Regions from separate parts of the Larimichthys crocea genome. Here region 2 is linked to region 1. A link is a contact called in public Hi-C data. All regions are on one chromosome and are shown on one strand. The core of a region is the stretch at or near the end of the contact, and the rest is flanking DNA. Distances in the headings are between cores, read along the strand shown.

What was found. Hi-C and Micro-C count contacts between places; a contact is called where the count stands out from the background.
Region 2: a contact with region 1 is called in a Hi-C map of muscle, with 6 times the contacts expected there. The contact joins the promoter of foxp1b here to the promoter of zgc:113054 in region 1. A contact is called at or near these places in 5 of 7 Hi-C or Micro-C datasets (all in muscle).

What each region holds. Positions count from the first base shown.
Region 1 is chrI:15,208,544-15,212,140 of L_crocea_2.0, forward strand. zgc:113054 (general stress protein 39) reads left to right here and starts at 1,557. Exons shown (of 11, transcript XM_010734955.3): 1 at 1,557-1,699; 2 at 3,068-3,257; 3 at 3,345-3,436; 4 at 3,521-3,597. The coding sequence starts at 1,684.
Region 2 is chrI:15,450,886-15,454,482 of L_crocea_2.0, forward strand. foxp1b (forkhead box P1b) reads right to left here and starts at 1,651. Exons shown (of 20, transcript XM_019267268.2): 1 at 517-1,651.

The sequences.
Region 1 (3,597 bases), core at 307-2,806:
TGTCTCTCGCCCAAAGTCAGCTGGGATAGGGTCCAGTTCTACTGTGACCCTGATGAGGATAAGCAGTTACAGATAATGGATGGACGGACTCGTCCGCCACCTCGCACTGAATGCCAGCTGGGATCAGCTCCAGACCCCACAACCCTGATAAGGACAAGCCGATTTTACTAAGACATATAGCGCATTAAGTTTAACATTCAGAATTATAGTTAAAACATAGAAATATAGTAATAGTATGACCCAAATGCATCCCAGTTTATTAGAAGAAAAACTAGCCATACTTATTTTAAGGTTTATTTAGACTATTTAAAGGTCCATCCGTCAGGGGACAAAGAGTTGAAGAACAAGAATTAGCTCTCACTATGTATTTCATCTTCACTAGCTTTAAAAAGGACTTGATATCACTGAGCCACTGAAATTTGCATAACACAAACAAGAAATGGAAGATGAGCTCTCACCCATCACCTCCTTTCCCATGCAGGGAGAGGAGGTGATGGTCTAATCATCATGCTGAACAAAATGATGTCTACGTCTTCTATATCAAGGTATGGGGAGCATGAAGAAAGTATTAGACAACAGTTATTAAAATAAATCATGACCATGAATCATTATAAATGTATTTAATACACATTACGTGGACACAGCTGGTGCACCAGTGCTTGGTTTTTAGCACAGCCTTCAATGGAATGTTACATGAAAATACAGAGAGCAGCCAGACATAACTACAGCTCTCTTTGACCCAGTATGATTAGTAAGGAGAACAAGGCCACCAAAAGTTTAATAAACGATCTATTGCCTATCATACCCAGCCTGTCCCCGTCTGCCCTAACAGATGTGAACATTCTCAAAGTCTCCTGACTAAAGCTACACTACTGGAGACTCTTTATAACAATCAGTCAAACGTGTACCATGAAAGATGTTTCTCACAGAAACAAACATATAGAAAATGATCACATACTGTCATGTGAATCAGCTTGACGGAAAATTTTGATCATTGCTTTGCTTTGTTGTGAAGCTGAAACAAACTGTGCACTGCCTGTCCAGGATACAAATAAGCAAGTGTTTGCTAACATGTGTGACAAAATGTGTAAAAAAGTGTAGTGTTTACAGCTTGCCCTGCAGTCACCAATAGATGAATGAATACATAATTCATCTTCAGGCATGCATGTTACAAATTGAACAGTTAGCTGCTCTTGAGAGACAAAATTGTGTGAAGGAAAATATTCAGAAGTTTTCATCGCATTCACTCTCAGTGGACTTTTTTCACAGTAGACACATGCAGAAAATCACAGAAGCAGAAGCACATAGCTGGCACAGCTGGATGGAATGCAGCCATTAATAATTTTATGTCTAAAAAGTTGTATGTCAGTTTTGGTTCTTTTTTTGTTCATTTCAATGAATTTCTCTCCAACTAAGAGTTCTGAAGATCAGTCATCATGGAGTCACCACGTGCCACCTGCTGTTGGATATTTTTTGCCTGGTGTGTGTGTGTGTGTGTGTGTGTGTGTGTGTGTGTGTGTGTGTGTGTGTGTGTGTGTGTGTGTGTGTGTGTGTGTGTGAGCGACCAGTCAATCCTCCTCCTCCTCAACAACTGGGCATAGTTGCAGTGACATAACAGCAACTCCACCAGCTCATATCCAAGTGGTATCACCACTGTGGCTGACCGCCAGTAAATCTGGAAGCATGCTGGCCGAAAAAGGTAAGACTGTTGCTTCTGTCCGGTCACACTAAATATCTTAACTTCACGAACCAAACTCGGCAGCGCGTTTCTGAGCCTCATGTCCGCCCTATGTCGCCGCAGGCAGCCGGTGTTACGGTTCAAAGAGCGACCCTGTTTTTTGGCGCAGAGTTGAATTAACAATAGATTTATTTATTTTTTAAACGATTGTTTTTTGGAGTCTTGTTTGAGTGAACCTATCATAGTCGTGTTTTAAACGTTGCTTATGTTGTAAAGTGAACGAAACCACAATATAAAACAAAAAAATACCGTAAAAAAAAATACCGTATACATTTACAGCCTGCCATCACTGGAAAACAGGACAGACAACCAGGTCAGCCTGTCACCTTTCATGAGCCGTCTGTTGTGCTTACAGGGTCTCAAAATATAAAGATTAATGGTATAACGGTATGTTTGACTGCGTACAGAAACTTAATTGAGTTAATTGGCTCATATGTGAATGCACATGGGTTTGAATAAGATGCCAAACTGTTGCTGTCTGGTGTTATTTTTAACCTTGTTTAGAACACTTCAGTAGCATACAGTCTCTGGTCGGATTATTAATTCTTGTTTGTTCAAACCAATGGAAACAGATTCAAGTGTGCTCTAATACAAAAATAACAGTACATGTACATAGTAAATTAAATATACTTAAAGTAAGGGTTCATTACACAAATTATTAGAGACTTCTACAGGAAGAGAAAACTTTGTTTTTTTTCTTGACATTGTAATAAAAAAACAAACAAACAAAGAGGCATTCACGAGGACAGCTTTTCCTGTTTTCAACAGGCTGAAGGTCACCAGTTAACAGGGTCGCTTGTTAAACTGAAACACCGGGTTGCCTGTGGCGTGGTTTGTGGTCTTTCAATGAAGGAATAAAAGAGTTCAATAATATAATATAAGTATGTATACATTATTCAGTAACGTCAACATGAGTTCACTATTAAGAAGCATAAAAGTCAATTCTGTAATAATATATATCATCAGTAAATATTTTGACGTTTTAATGGTAAGTCATATTAGGGCCAAAGACATCACTCACTTAATCTATCAGTCAATGGACAATCAATTATATTAATCAGTAACATCTTTGATATTGACTCATATTGTTTTTGTTGAGCAAAAATGCAAAGAAATGACTTTGGCGAAGCTTGTAAATTGTTTAGTTTCCTGCTTTCCTTTGTCTCTTGTGACAATCGTAATCAGAAACAGATTTATTGCCAAGCAGGATTTCACATTCAAGGCATTTGCATTGCTTTGGTACATGGTGCTACATCACATTGCATGGAAAGGAAAGAGTAGTGGAGTAGTTAATTACTAAAGTAACATTTCATCATCTTTTCCCCTCAGTTCCTGACACCCCTGTGGAGGTCCTCGTGGATCTCCTAACAAAAGCCAAAGAGATAGCCACAGCAAGTAGCAATGTGCCAAAAGAGTTGATGAGTCACTTGCAGAAGGCTCTGGACATAGCCAGCGGCCTGGATGACTACTTGGAGAAAATGACCACGCAGGAAAGTGAACCTCTGGCAGAGCTTTATAAGTATGTCTTGGTTTCTTACATGTCACCATCCATAGTCCAAAGTACTTCCTGTGTGACATACATTTGTTCATTCATATTTAACTGTAGAAAAACGATTTCCCACGACTGGGATCAAGTGCACAAGGAGGGCAAAACCATGTTCCGGCTTCCCAAAGAGTGCATCACTGGACATATTGAAGGTTGGATGTGTACAGATCATTGTTATATCATATTTTCTGGTTTACCATATCATAACAACTTGCTCTCTGCTGTGTTTTTGGCAGGTCAGACCCTGAAGATGCTGATTCACATGAGTCAATCTAAGAGGGTCCTGGAGATTGGGATGTTCACCGGCTACGGT
Region 2 (3,597 bases), core at 401-2,900, 240 kb after region 1:
CATGGCGCTATCTTTAACAGGTAGGACCGTAATTACGGTAGTGTTTACGGTTAACGCTAAAGCAGCACTTTATAACCGACTGACGTTATAAAGATGCATTTCCCCCCCGGGGTTTTGTGAGTAGCCTCAACTAAGTTAGAAACCCAACTTTCCAAAAAAAAAAAAAAAAAAAAAAAAAGTAGAGGATACAACAACTCGTAGCATAGTTACAAAATAAGACTCCCGTAACAGCGGCTCGTAACAGAGACGTTAAACAGCGCGAGCAGCCCGCCTTCGTGATAACAACACAGGTGTTTTGTTTGTTTGTTTATTTCGCTAATTGCGAGAATGCTAGAAAACAGCAGAAAACAAGCCCCGAAGACAAACTCGTGTGTGTGCTGTGTGTGTGTGTGTGTGTGCGTGTGTGTATTAGAGTGCAGCAGCAGCAGCAGCAGCGGCAGCAGCAACAGCAGCAGCAGGTATCTATTTACGATACAACAAAGCTAATGTTCACATCATGATAATAGTGAAACTTACCCGAATGGAAAAACGCTTTACAGCAGCTAAAACAGGCGCACGCGGAGGGGTACCGATTCAGACCAGTGTGAGATAACGAACACCCGTGCACGCGAGCTTGTGTACCGAGAAACGCATGCGACAACAAACCGTGTGTATACTACTCCGCCTCTGGTGGTCTAACTAACAAACTTAACTACAAGGAGAAAGAGATAATCTTACCGAGGGCGTCGAAAAAAAGGGGCAAAATGTGGAGAGTTTCACACTCGCTCGGGGTCGCTGTCTGCCTCGCGGGGGGAAAGGCGCGAGCTCCCTTTTTCTTAATGTTGTTATTAGGTTTTTTTTTTTTTTGAGAAGAAGGAGGAAAAAAAAAAAAAAAGGAAGAATCGCGGATTTGGATGTGTTGTTGTTTTGATGTTCCGTCCGTCCGTCCGTGACGTCATATCCACCTGCTTTTAACGTAAACAACGTTCATTGCATCGCGGATCCTTCACAGAAACATCACAGTCACAAGTACAATTCAGTAGCACTTAGTAGCACTTAGTAGGTCCTTTCTATGGGGAAATGTAATGATATGCATTAGTTTTAGCTGAAAGTATGACAGGGGAGAGGGGGCTGTCAGAAAAGCTAAAATGTCTGAGCTGACTAATTACAAGTGAGGCAGAATGAACTTATTATTTCAGAAAAATCTCCTTTTTTGGATCTGAGATTTATCATGACTGTTCCACAGCCTTTCACTAAAAAAAAAGAGAGAGAGAGAGAGAGAGAAAGAAAAAAATGAAATGCTTTGGCATAATCATCAAAGATGTTTTAATCTCAACTGTGAGGAGTTTTAACTATTAACAGGGGTGGTATTATGGTTTTTCAAAAATGACAGTGTGGATAACCGGAGTGCAGGCTCCTTCAGTTTGCTGTGGTTCTGACATTCTTCATAATATTTCAAGGGGGGAAGGGGGCTGCATCTACATTTAAAGTTATTAAAGAATCTCTGCTCCCTTTTTTGTGGTTTGAAAAAGTTTTCCCTCAACATCTCCGTCAGAAGAAGTGCAAAAAGAAAGAAAGAAAAAAGCATTATGACAGTAATTAAAATCTGTCACTTGCCCCCCTGAAGATGAGAATTATCACGGGCCAGTTCAACAGTCCAGTTAACACTCATTGTAAAGCAACATTAATTTAACCTCAAGAGAAAATATTTTAAGTCGTTTTTTTGTCCTTGATCAAGGTCTGAGAGGCACGGCTCATTTTGCTGTGAACGACATTACATTTATCATGGCTGCATCTGGGAGGAATGCTGCTGATGGACCCTGCGAGCAAAGTCTTTTTCTTAGTAGAGAGCGCCACCCTCTGACCATGCCCAGTAACAAGAAAAATGATTACTTTCAACAGAATAACCACTTCATCTGTAGTATGTACATTTATAAGGATTGTGCTCAATATTCTCAACCCTCTGTTGTGTCTTTGGACTATTTATTACCTATATTTCCTCTGTAATGTCATTAAACCTTCAGCGTATGTGCACTTTGCCTCAGTGACTGGCACCAAATCGCAATTACAGCAAAATGTTTGCATTACACACAGAGGTGAAAGGTCAGGCTCCAAATCTGCTTCTGAATGTGTGATTGATCACGTACACAGAAATATAATCAGGCACGTATTCATTTTCAGTGTCAACGCCACACCGACATAAGCTTAAGAAACTTCTTCATGCTTTTGTCTGTGTGTTAATTCATACTAACACACAGTTACACAAAATGAGGAAACAGGAAAGCACGTTACCTTCTACTTCCTGTTACCTACATACAGAGAAGAAAAACACAAACAAACAAAAAAGAAGAAAAAAAACACTGCCTAGCTTCAGTCCTTAAAAGCACCATAAACATTTCAGAGGGGTAGATTTAAACAATCATTTTGACATAGGAGAATTGTTAAAAACAGGACATTACTAGACCTGCTGTAACATGGCCTCAGGTCTCTAAATGCCTTTAAGCTTAAATTTGTATTATGTACACCATTTATCATAGTAATGTTCACATATTACTTATGCTATATGCAGAAAATAGTGATATAGCAATAAGTTGGCGAGCTATAAACAAGCCATATTCTCACTTTAAAGACGCAGTGTATATGTTGAAGGTACACAATCTGCAACCAGGATGTTGTCTTTAATGACCTCAGGTCCCACGAAACCACATATACACAAAGATGTTCTCTGAGTCATTTGGCTGGTTTAAATATATGAACGAGGGCATGCAACACACACACACACGCACACACACACACACATGGATACATGCAAAACAGAACTGAAAGAACTTCATAATTAAAATGTATGATAAAAAATCATGCAAACACAAAAGCAACAAAACATTCTTGACATGAAAGATTTGACCTTGACAACAATCTTATCTGGCTTTTGAATGTCTGTGATTGATTTGTATATCGAGCCAATCCGACACTCTTTGATAGGATTACTGCAGTTTCTTTTTTTTTAAGTTGTAAACATGATTGTCTGGTGTAATTAATGAGAACATATCCAATGTATGTACAGTGTTAGGAAGACACAATCTAACACACGATCTAAGCTTTCTAATTCTACAGAGGGTCTTGATCTGCATGTCAATACCGGATCTGCGAGCTCAGCGGAGCCCAGCGGCCACATGCCTGGCCCTGAATTTATTATCATGTTTAGTTGGTGTCACGCTGGTGATGTGTTCTGTGGATTAAAGCCCTGACTTGATGGACTGTAGTTAACAAATTAATTGAGGATCACTATCGCTTACGTAACAGCCTCTCCACACATACACGTGCACACAACAAAGTAATTAGCTTTCTGTTAATTAGGTAATTAACCAAATGAATAGGGGCTCCTCTTGATTCCCAAAGGGGGACGGATGGCTTTCATACGGTGTTTTTTCCCTTGCTGCTGGGGGCTGTAGCATTCAACATGTAATGAAAGGGCGAGGACTTCTGGAGAAGCTGTTAAGATAATGAGCAGGAGAGAACTCTCAAATGAGTGAAAGACAGAGTAAGTAGAGAACACAATACCTCACACACATCTAACGATTATTGCCATTAACTGTCAGTCACTAGCTTGATTAATGG